Linked DNA regions of Mus musculus: region 1 is linked to region 2. A link is a contact called in public promoter capture Hi-C data. All regions are on one chromosome and are shown on one strand. Each heading gives the region's core, a stretch centred on a gene start, on an enhancer-like site or on the middle of the called end of the contact. The rest is flanking DNA. Distances are from core to core; before and after follow the strand shown. Region 1 overlaps Npl (N-acetylneuraminate pyruvate lyase). Region 2 overlaps Lamc2 (laminin, gamma 2).

Evidence for each region. Capture Hi-C pulls out chosen DNA fragments and counts their contacts.
Region 1: a promoter capture Hi-C map of adipose tissue shows a contact between it and region 2. The contact joins two enhancer-like sites. A contact is called at or near these places in 1 of 115 datasets of contacts at active chromatin or transcription factors (embryonic stem cells) and 1 of 9 other capture datasets (adipose tissue).

Annotation. Positions count from the first base shown.
Region 1 is chr1:153,504,267-153,509,647 of GRCm38.p6, reverse strand. It overlaps Npl (N-acetylneuraminate pyruvate lyase), which reads left to right. Exons shown (of 12, transcript NM_028749.1): 11 at 497-536. Among named protein-coding and RNA genes, the nearest start is that of Dhx9, 19 kb to the right of the region's middle. Within about 2 kb of position 3,172, at least 34 of the 459 cell types and tissues checked have an H3K27ac peak or open chromatin away from gene starts, as enhancers often do. A contact at or near this core is called in adipose tissue, where this site is marked.
Region 2 is chr1:153,126,909-153,132,553 of GRCm38.p6, reverse strand. Lamc2 (laminin, gamma 2) reads left to right here. Exons shown (of 24, transcript NM_008485.3): 18 at 587-731; 19 at 1,755-1,904; 20 at 2,404-2,518; 21 at 3,398-3,597; 22 at 5,390-5,548; 23 at 5,639-5,645. Among named protein-coding and RNA genes, the nearest start is that of Lamc2, 57 kb to the left of the region's middle. Within about 2 kb of position 2,038, at least 126 of the 459 cell types and tissues checked have an H3K27ac peak or open chromatin away from gene starts, as enhancers often do. A contact at or near this core is called in adipose tissue, where this site is marked.

The DNA.
Region 1 (5,381 bases), core at 1,923-4,422, 380 kb before region 2:
CCCAGCAACCACATGGTGTCTCACAACTACCCGTAATGAGATCTGATGCCCTCTTCTGGAGTGTCTGAAGACAGCTACAGTGTACTTACATATAATAAATAAATAAATCTTTAAAACAAAAAAAATCTTCTGATGTGTCTAAAGACAGTGACAGTGTACTCATATAAAATAAGTAAATCTTTAAAAAAAAAAATCAGGATGCCTTTCCTATAAACACAACTCAATGGTTTTCTGTTTTTGACTTTTACCTATTTACCTGTTAAGTGTATGTGCAGTTGCACACCTGGAGATCAGAGGAGAACCCGGGACCTCCATTTTCTCCTGTCCTAGCCTGAGCAGACTGAGCCTCCTCACCAGCTTCTTTCTTCCACTCTGGAGATCTACAGAAAGCTAAGGCAGATGGCCTTGGTAGAGTTTCCGTGGTCTGACTTCTGAATACAGACATGGTTTTCACGGTGTGGTGATGCTGACCACAGATTTCTTTCTTCCGTTCTAGTTTCGTATCCAGAGATTTATCAACTATGTGATCAAGCTAGGTGAGTGCCCTTGCTGCTGTCTGCCTCACTGCAGACTGCAACGCCAGCCAGTGCTTGCTTACTGAGCCAGGGTTACCAGGTTATGGTCTCTGGGAATGTCATCCATGGGGGGTGGGTCACAGGAGTCACACAGCAAGACTGAGATTGTGACAAGTTTTGGGTTTAGTTTTGTTTTGGAGGGGTTTTGTTTTTGTTTTTTTGTAAGCAATTGGTCTTTTGTTGTTGGTGGTGGTGTTTTTAGAGACAGGGTTTCTCTGTGTAGCCCTGGCTGTCCTGGAACTCACTCTGTAGACCAGACTGGCCTTGAACTCAGAAATCCGCCTGCCTCTGCCTCCCAAGTGCTGGGATTAAAGGCCTGCACCACGGTGCCCAAGGACAATCAGATATTCTACACCCTTATGAGAAACAGAATATAGCCAGGTGGTGGTGGTACATATCTTTAATCCTAGCACCTGGGAGGGAGAGACAAATGAATCTCTGAGTTTAGGGCCACCCAGGTCAGCAGAGTGAATTTAAGGATAGCCAGGACTACAGAGAGAAGCCCTGTTCCAGAAAGAGAGAGAGAGGGAGAGAGAGAGAGAGAGAGAGAGAGAGAGAGAGAGAGAGAGAGAGAGAGAGAGAGAGAGAGAGAGAGAGAGAGAGAGAGAGAGAGAAAGGATATAATGGCAGTAGTTACTGAAAGAACCTAGTGGGGAAACCCCCACTCAACTCCTGATTAGGCGTGCACCCAAGAATCACGAATAGAACACAACACCTTGATGTAACAACACGAGGTATTTTAATGGCGGAGCTCTGGGTCGAAATGTATCTCACACAGGAGACAGTGGATTTGACCACGAGGCTTGGAAGCTAGGGGTTTTTATAGAAAAGGAGTGGGGCTGGGGGAGGAATTGGTGCGGTTTCACATGATTGGTCCATTTAAACATCAGCAGCCTGTTAACATTTAACTTAGGTCAGAGGGGTGGGAGATAGGGAGGCGACGGGCCTGCCCGGGCATGTCCTGGTCTGTTCTGCTATGTTCTCAGCCCCAGGTTTCAAAGCTCACAAATAACTCTTTGGGCTATTTGACATACATTGCATGAATCACAGGTCTCAAGTTTTATTTCTTTTCATTACCAAGAATACAATTATAACCATTATAGTTGCCAGGATACAGTGAGGTTTCCAAGCTATATAGGCAGGATTCTATGTCTAAGACTAAGTGTTCTGTCAAGTTTCTATATGCTTCGCTGATTTCTAGAGAACACAGAGATACAGATGCAGCCTGAATGATCCCCTGCCTCCATTTCTAAAGAACTGAAAGGCACACAGGCCCCCAGGCACCATGGACTCTAACCTTAAATGCCCATGACTTGTGCCTCTCAAGGCAGCTAGGCCAGGCCAACTCCTGAGTCCCCAAAGCTGACCAGGTGTAAAAAATGGCTTCCCATCACTCCTAGCTTACCTACGGTGCTCAGCTGTGGGCAGAGTCATGACTCTGACCTTGAGCACCAACTAAATAACAGGCTGAAGTTAACTTTGGCAGTCAGTCTCCTGCAAATGTCTCTCTCCACCAACGAGCATGTTTCTCTCCAGCATGGGTGCGAGCACACACACACACACACACACACACACACACAGAGAGAGAGAGAGAGAGAGAGAGAGAGAGAGAGAGAGAGAGAGCGCATTTGACTCTGCTCATTAAAATTCTGCTGCCAAACTATGGCTGATTTCATTCTAAGTACTTGGAGGCAGGCAATCTGAATGCAGATCTTACTAAATTATGAATGACTGACAGTTCCCCCCAAGAGTATTTGAAATTGAAAATGAGTTTATTAACACCAGTATATTTAAACAGTTGGAGGTTTGGATGACAAAGGGAAATTAGGGGAAAACACAGTGAGTCTGAGGAGAGGAACCTCTGCAGTATGTCTTCCTTCCAGCGTGGCCAATGACAGCTGCTGCCATTCCTCTGCAGTATGTCTTCCTTCCAGCGTGGCCAATGGCAGCTGCTGCCATTCCTCTGCAGTATGTCCTCCTTCCAGCGTGGCCAATGACAGCTGCTGCCATTCCTCTGCAGTATGTCTTCCTTCCAGCGTGGCCAATGGCAGCTGCTGCCATTCCTCTGCAGTATGTCCTCCTTCCAGCGTGGCCAATGACAGCTGCTGCCATTCCTCTGCAGTATGTCCTCCTTCCAGCGTGGCCAATGGCAGCTGCTGCCATTCCTCTGCAGTATGTCCTCCTTCCAGCGTGGCCAATGGCAGCTGCTGCCATTCCTCTGCAGTATGTCTTCCTTCCAGCGTGGCCAATGGCAGCTGCTGCCATTCCTCTGCAGTATGTCCTCCTTCCAGCGTGGCCAATGACAGCTGCTGCCATTCCTCTGCAGTATGTCCTCCTTCCAGCGTGGCCAATGGCAGCTGCTGCCATTCCTCTGCAGTATGTCCTCCTTCCAGCGTGGCCAATGACAGCTGCTGCCATTCCTCTGCAGTATGTCTTCCTTCCAGCGTGGCCAATGGCAGCTGCTGCCATTCCTCTGCAGTATGTCCTCCTTCCAGCGTGGCCAATGGCAGCTGCTGCCATTGATTCTGTTGCTGCAGATGGGCCCTTGGGATCACCGGGCATGGGTCAAGTCCAGAAGTTCTCAGTGTGTTCTTGGCAGACTTCCCACCTCCCTTTCAGAGCCTCGCTGGTTCTTTGTAGCAACTCTCCGCTCTGCCCAAGCACCTATTGTCTACTTGGTCTCCTTCCCGGATTTCAGCCAGCTTTTCCAGTCCCTCCAACACAGTATTTCCATTTGTTTTGTGTGTTTAGTAACATTGTCATGGTGGGGAGCCACTGGTTCTGTTCATTAGCACTATTGTTCCTCTGTTCTAACCAATACTTTTCACAAGATTATGATTTTGATATAATAATTATGTTTCTAAAGTACATTAAGGTAGAAAATTTAACTGCAAAGTGAGGTGTGGTAGTATTTGTCTGTAATCCCAGCAAGAGATAATGGAGGCCAGAGGACCAAACGTTCAAGGCCATTCTTGACTACATAAGGACTGGCTGGACTATAGAGCCTGTCCAATTAAATAATAAAATGAACTATAAATAAAATGACTAATACCAGCCCCGTAAAAGGAGAATAAGGGGATTTCCACAAGTTCCAGCTCAACCATGACTTACATGGTTCAGGACAGCCAAGGATCTAAAACCTGATCTCTAAGAGGGTTTTAGGGGATGGAGAGATGGCTCAGTGGTTAAGAACACTGGCTGTGCCGGGCGTGGTGGCATACCCCTTTAATCCCAGCACTTGGGAGGCAGAGGCAGGTGGATTTCTGAGTTCGAGGCCAGCCTGGTCTACAAAGTGAGTTCCAGGACAGCCAGAGCTACACAGAGAAACCCTGTCTCGAAAAACAAACAAACAAAAAACACTGGCTGCTCTTTCAAAGTGCCCAGGTTTGATTTTTCAGCACCCACAAGGTGGCTTACAACAGTCATAACTACAGTTCCAGGGGATCTGACACACTTCTGGCCTCTGTGGACACCAGGCACTCATGTGGTTCACAAATATATATGAAGACAAAACACCCATACACATAAAATGAAAATTTTGGAAAATAGGTGATGGGGGAGATAAAAAGGCTGATATGATGGCTCACTGGTTAAGAATGTTTTACATGGACTGGAGAGAAGGCTCAGCAGTTAAGAGCACTGACTGCTCTTCCAAAAGTCCTGAGTTCAAATCCAAGCAACAACATGGAATTCTTTAAAAAAAAAAAAAAAAGAATGCTTTACACTCTATCAAAGGACCAAAGTTCAAATTCTAGCACCCTCGTAGAATAGAGCTGCCCACAATAGGTCCAATGGATCCAACACCCTCTATTGATCTATGAGTGCACCCACCCTTACACATGTGCCATGCACACACACATAAGTAAATTTTTTTTTTTTCGAGACAGGGTTTCTCTGTGTAGCCCTGGCTGTCCTGGAACTCTGTGTGTAGACAAGGCTGGCCTTGAAATACATTTTTAAAAAATAAAATAAAATAAATAAAAATTAACATCAAGAGGGAAATTATGTAAGTGAGATTTAGTTAGTTAGTTAGTTAGTTAGTTAGTTAGTTAGTTAGTTAGTTGTAGTTAGATAGTTTTTTCAGAACAGGGTTTCTCTGTGTAGTCCTGGCTATCCTAGAACTGGATTTGTAGACCACACAGGCCTGGAACTCAGAGATCCACCTTCCTCTGTCTTCCACGTGCTGGGATTAAGTGCACCACCACCACCCAGCTCTATTATTTATTTTATATTTGTTCTTTTTGTTTGTTTGTTTGTTTGTTGTTTTTTCAAGACAGGGTTTCTCTGTGTAGTCCTGGCTATCCTGGAACTCACTTTGTAGACCAGGCTGGCCTCGAACTCAGAAATCCGCCTGCCTCTGCCTCCTGAGTGCTGGGATTAAAGGCGTGCGCCACCACTGCCCTGCTTGTTCTTATTCTTATGTGTAAGAGTATTTTTGCTGCATATATGTCTGTGTACCACATGTGTGCCTTGTAGCCAAGCAGGCTAGAAGTGGTCCTGGATTCCCTCAAATTAGAGTTACACATAGTTGTGAGCTGCCAAGTGGGTGATGGGAATTGAACCTAGATCCTCTGGAAGAGTAGCCAATGCTCTTAACGACTGAGCCAACTCTTTACCTACATACATCCCTTAACTCCTGGTCCTTATGCTCCACCTTGGTGCTGGGGTTATTGGTATGTTCCACTCCGCATGGCTCCTTGCTTTGAAGGTTGACTTTGTGGGGTTTATGTTGGTTTCATTTTATTTATTTAATTGAATTAGTATGTGTACCATAGCCCACATGTGGATGTCAGAGGCCAGTTTGAG
Region 2 (5,645 bases), core at 789-3,288:
AAGTAAAACTCGCATTCTTACTGAGATATGACAATACAGGGGGAGATGGTCCCCCTCCAGCTTATGAAGGCGTATATAAAACCATCTGACAGGGCCAGCGACAGAAAAATAGCACTTAGATTATCAGCAGTTGGGAAGCTTGAGTTGAATTTTTCTGACCAAACCTATACACAAACACACGCACATATACACACTGCCTGAGGAGGATGGGGAGAGGGAGTGTGAGTCACTAAGTCGCCAGCTTCTGGCTGACCTTCAACTCAGAGATCTACTTGTCTCTGCCTCCTAAACACTTTGATAATCATGCCTCCTGGCCCAACTACATATTTTTAAAAACAACAAGATGAATTTTATATATACATATATATGTGTTTGTAAACAAATCATATATATACATATACATATATATATGTGTGTGTGTGTGTGTGTGTATACATATATATAATATGTTTGTATTTGTAATCCTAGTTCTTGGAGGCAGGATAGCAGTAAGTTTCAGACCTGTCAAAGCTATATCGTAAGGTCTTGTCTTCCCCCTCCATTATTGCTATTATTATTATTAACCATTCACTTTTCCTCGCCACAGATTAGAGAAAACCAAGTCCCTGAGCCAGCAGCTGTCAAGGGAGGGCACCCAAGCCGACATTGAAGCTGATAGGTCGTATCAGCACAGTCTCCGCCTCCTGGATTCTGCCTCTCAGCTTCAGGGAGTCAGTGATCTGTCCTTTCAGGTGAGGCCTCTGATCCTGTGTGCATGCCACCCGGACAAATGGACACAGAGACTTTCTTCTCTATAGATCGCAGAAGATTGTTCAACTTTACAGCTTCTTCTTCACAATGGCTGTGTCAGGCAGTGTCACATTGCTCATTACTTATTAGGGGAAAGAGGTTCTTCTCTTTAGTGTTTCAGACGGTTAAAGGCACAGTACCTGCGTTGGTTCTGTCCTGCTAAGGGCAGCAGAGTCTCAGGAGGACAGAGGAAATGATCGGCAAGTGTGCACAATGTCTTTAGAGCTCACATGGTCTAGAGGCCTCCTACACCCCACAAAGGCTTCCCATCACACACACACACACATACCCCAGCACCCATGTCAACCAGATGAACACGTATTAGCACATGGCTGATAGCCCGTGTTTAAAACCTAGCATGGACTTTGGGCTTGGTGTTAGGAAGAGACAGTTGCTTCCTGTCATCTGTTGTCTAGACTCTGAAAGGGAAAATGACTTGCATGTTTAATCTTGAACCCCTTAGTCAAGGAAAGTTTTATGCCTCCTCCCCAGTTCTTTTTTTTTTTGAGACCCTCAAATTGAATTTTAATGGAGTTCGATACATCCATTTGATACTGCTAAGAAGAAGACTTTTGCTATCAAAAAGCTTGCTTTTTTTTTTCTGCCATCAATCTCCCTAGCTATTACAACCTTATTGGATTAAGTTTACCTGCATACCCAACAGCTAAAGACACTCACAGTGATCTCCATAGAGATATGTTCTGTGAATAGATAAAGCAATTGTTTTTAACAACTTTTTTAAAAAAGACCAGAGGCAGAGTTTACTGTATTCTTGGGAGTTGTACTGCCTATCTTTCCTTGGTACCCTGTCTCATTTCTGGTAGGCTTTGGGACGTTAGGGCCAGTGTCTGCTTTCTTGGCTTCTTAAGGCTGCCAGTATTTTCAAATGGTGACAGTAGGTCCTGAAGCAGGTGTGGTGACGTGTGAGCAGACAGTCACACTCATTTGTAACTTTGTGTCCACAGGTGGAAGCAAAGAGGATCAGACAAAAGGCTGATTCTCTCTCAAACCTGGTGACCAGACAAACGGATGCATTCACGCGTGTGCGAAACAATCTGGGGAACTGGGAAAAAGAAACACGGCAGCTTTTACAGACTGGAAAGGATAGGAGACAGGTACCTTCTGTCAACCGCTCGCTCAGCCAATAAGCAAGCACGCACTGAATGCCGACTGTATGGGTGGAAATAGCCAGAGCCACAACCATAAACCCTCCAAAGGTCATGATGCCACTGGTTACAGAGGGAGTAACCAAGACTGGAATTTTGATGGAATTAACCCCACCCATTGAGTCAGCATTTGAACCTAGGAAGAGAACCCAGGTCTTGTAGGTCTCATTTTAGTCCAAGTCTGTCTATCTTAGATTCAGGAACTAGCTAGTGTTTAAGATTGTGATTTGCAAAACTATTCCTGCCCCTTAGGGTGGAAAGAGTTGTAGACTTTCCTCTAAAAGACATATATTACAAAGTTTGTTCCTGATCAGATACTAGAGGGCTCTGCTCCAGCACCCCTAGACTGCGGTGAGTCACAGCACAGCACTCTGGTGTCACGGAAAAGTTGTGTCAGGGTGATTTTGCTAGCAGGAATGCACTCATTCTGATCTTGTTCTATTTACAGACTTCAGATCAGCTGCTTTCCCGTGCCAACCTTGCTAAAAACAGAGCCCAAGAAGCGCTAAGTATGGGCAATGCCACTTTTTATGAAGTTGAGAACATCCTGAAGAACCTCCGAGGTTAGTGCTGTGTGATCCAGATTTAAAGGGACAGTCACGATTCATCTAAATGCTCCTTTGCCTCCTTAAATGGTGGGTGTATTTGGGTTATTAATAGATGCTTAGTCACTATCTTACTAAGGTAATGATGATCTCATTAGTACTTGACCTAGGTGGTGGAAGTCATTCCACCTAAGTGCTAGGAGTCCTGAGTTCTGATCCTCACTGGACCCTAGGACCAGCTCAAGCTCTCTGCGTGACCTTTCTAGATCCCTGTGTCCTACTTAAGGGGACCAGGCGATCTCTAGGGTCCTTCATACCCAGTATGTCACAACTGTGTTGATAGTCTCCTTTCCTTGGGTGGCTTGGTTGCTTCCAATATGCCTTCTCTGAGGTAATGACTTGTGACTCCCAGGGAGTCTGAGGTGTATCTTGAAGATACTTGGTTTAAAAGTCAGCATTATTCACTAGCAAACAAAAGGGAATCATTTCTAAAGACTTAGGATTCTCTTCATAGAAAGTTCCTCTATACCTACTGCAACCACACCCCAACTCTGCAACCACACCCAACTCTCTGTGACTACACCCCAACTCTGCTCTTTGGCTTCAGGCTTGGACTTAAATCTTCAGTCTTTAAAGAGAGTCACCTGTTCTTTGTCTACTTTGGATGTTGATATCCTTGCAGTGGTGGGGACCTAGGGCAAGCTGACAGCTCCCTCAGTGGCTCCTTTGAGATTTTTTTCTCTTGGGAAAGAAAGGCTAATCCCAGCTGCAGCATCTCACCCCTAGCTAGTAATCGGTCCCTTTCAGGAATTTTTCCTCAGAACACCAGGCACTCTCATTCAGTTGTCTCTGTGGCAATTTTTTTTTTCTTTTCTCTTCTTTTTTTCTTCATTCTAGAGTTTGATCTGCAGGTTGAAGACAGAAAAGCAGAGGCTGAAGAGGCCATGAAGAGACTCTCCTCTATTAGCCAGAAGGTTGCAGATGCCAGTGACAAGACCCAGCAAGCAGAAACGGCCCTGGGGAGCGCCACTGCCGACACCCAACGGGCAAAGAACGCAGCTAGGGAGGCCCTGGAGATCAGCAGCGAGATAGAGCAGGTAAAGAGAAATGGATATACGGGCTGCCCCAGGCAGTGCCCAACACAGCCCTGTTCCAGAGAGAGAGTGTTTCAGCTCAGTTCAGCCCCTATGGCTCAGAGTCCTGGAGAGGGCACAGCAGCCCTGCTCTACACGCCCACCCTTCTGCTGGATGGATTCTATCACTGGCTAGCAGCTATTACACCATATTCCATGTTCCTTTGAACAGCACTGTGGAGAACACCCAGAGTTGTTTACTATGAAGATTTCTAAGGCTGCTATCAGAAAATACTTAGAAAAATAGAAGTGACTTTTGCACCGTTCGGAAGGTTAGGATGAGAAACTAGTCGCCCAGGGCTCCACTTCTCCTGACAGCTCCAGGGAGAATTCTTCCTTTCCTCTTGCCAGCTGCAGAGGAGGCCAGGCAATCCTGGTCTTCCTTGGTGCATAGCTTTATCCGTCCACTCCCTGCTTGTGTGATCCCCAGAGTCCTCTATCATCTCTTCTTTTCTCTATCCTCCTTCCTCCTTCTTCTTTCCCCTTCTCTTCTTCTTCTCCCCATCTTCCTCTCCTTCTCCTTCATCTTCTTCAAGATATGATCTCACTATGTAGCCCAGGCTGGCCACTATATTCATATCTCAGTCTTATCTTATAAGAAGATATCAGTCTCACTGAATTAAGGGTCCAGTGTAACTTCACTGTAGCTAATTACATCTGCAACTGTCAGTTTTCAAATAAGGCCATCTTCTGAGTTGAGAGAAGCGTGTAAGCAAAGACTCCATCCACCATGTCTTTGTTCGTGCTGGTAAGCTCTCTCCCTCTGAGAAACATCCCTAGCCCTTAGGACTTCACCATGAGTTTTAGGACGTAAATTTAACTTGTAACAATTGACATCAGCGTTTTGATTCTGGATATGAAATCCCCGTGCTCTACAGCCTTCTATATCCTTTGTCTCAGCTGGGCCTATTTTAGTCTGTCCGGCACTGTGAATGCTTGGTGCTAGGGATGGAGATAAGAACTATCTGGTCCCTTGCTTGACGAGCATTCAAGAGATCTGAGATCCAGCTCTGCTATGCCTAGAGCTCCAGCAAAGGAATGCTTCTCGGCTGAAAGTGACCTCCTTCCTGCTTACTTAAGGACTTCTAGGGAGCTGGTGCCACTCCAGGAAGTCAAGAGGTCTTGGGCATCTAGACTATTCGACCTCACTTTTAAGACTGCTTGGTAACCTACAAACTATAATTTCTAATAATTCCCCTTGAGGGCAGTTTCATAAACCTTCCTTTATATGGCATCAAGCATAAAGATACCTGCAACTGTTTAATTGTAGCTTATTGATAAAGGCATTGATGAACTTTTTCCCTGCAAAGACAAAAACCCACCACTACAGTTAACTCCAGGTCTGTATTCCAAGTACAACTGTCTTGGGGAAATCCTTGTAAAGTTGTTCCAAAGACCAGGTGAGTCTTTGGAATAAAGCCCATGAGTGTCAGAGAATGGTGTTTCTTGCCTTCTGGGTTTGCTCAAATGCTTTCCTGATTGCGTTAGAAATTTTCTAGGCACCGAACTGAAAGAGAACCAGTGTTTTCGCACTGACCCTCCTAGTCTCTAGAGAGCTAACCTTGAACTAACTTGCTTGAGGGCCAGCCTGGGGAAGGGTGTGTCCCGAAGTCTGACTCTCTCATTGTCCATCTGACTTGCTCCATCAGAGCCAGGCACAGATGTTTTTTTGGTTTTTTTTTCTCCAATTGTCCTTGGGATGCTTTGAGCCTCACCCTCCCTTTCCTCACGTCCCTGGCTCTTTTTATTCTCCCAGGAGATAGGGAGTCTGAACTTGGAAGCTAATGTGACAGCAGATGGGGCCTTGGCCATGGAGAAGGGACTGGCCACTCTGAAGAGCGAGATGAGAGAGATGGAGGGGGAGCTGGCCAGAAAGGAGCTGGAGTTTGACACGGATAAGGACACGGTGCAGCTGGTGAGTGCAGGCGTCTTTCCATGTGCGCTCTCTTTAGTTGCCAAGACAAAAATAACATCTCAGAACACCTTTGTACTCACTCGTCCTCAGGTGATTA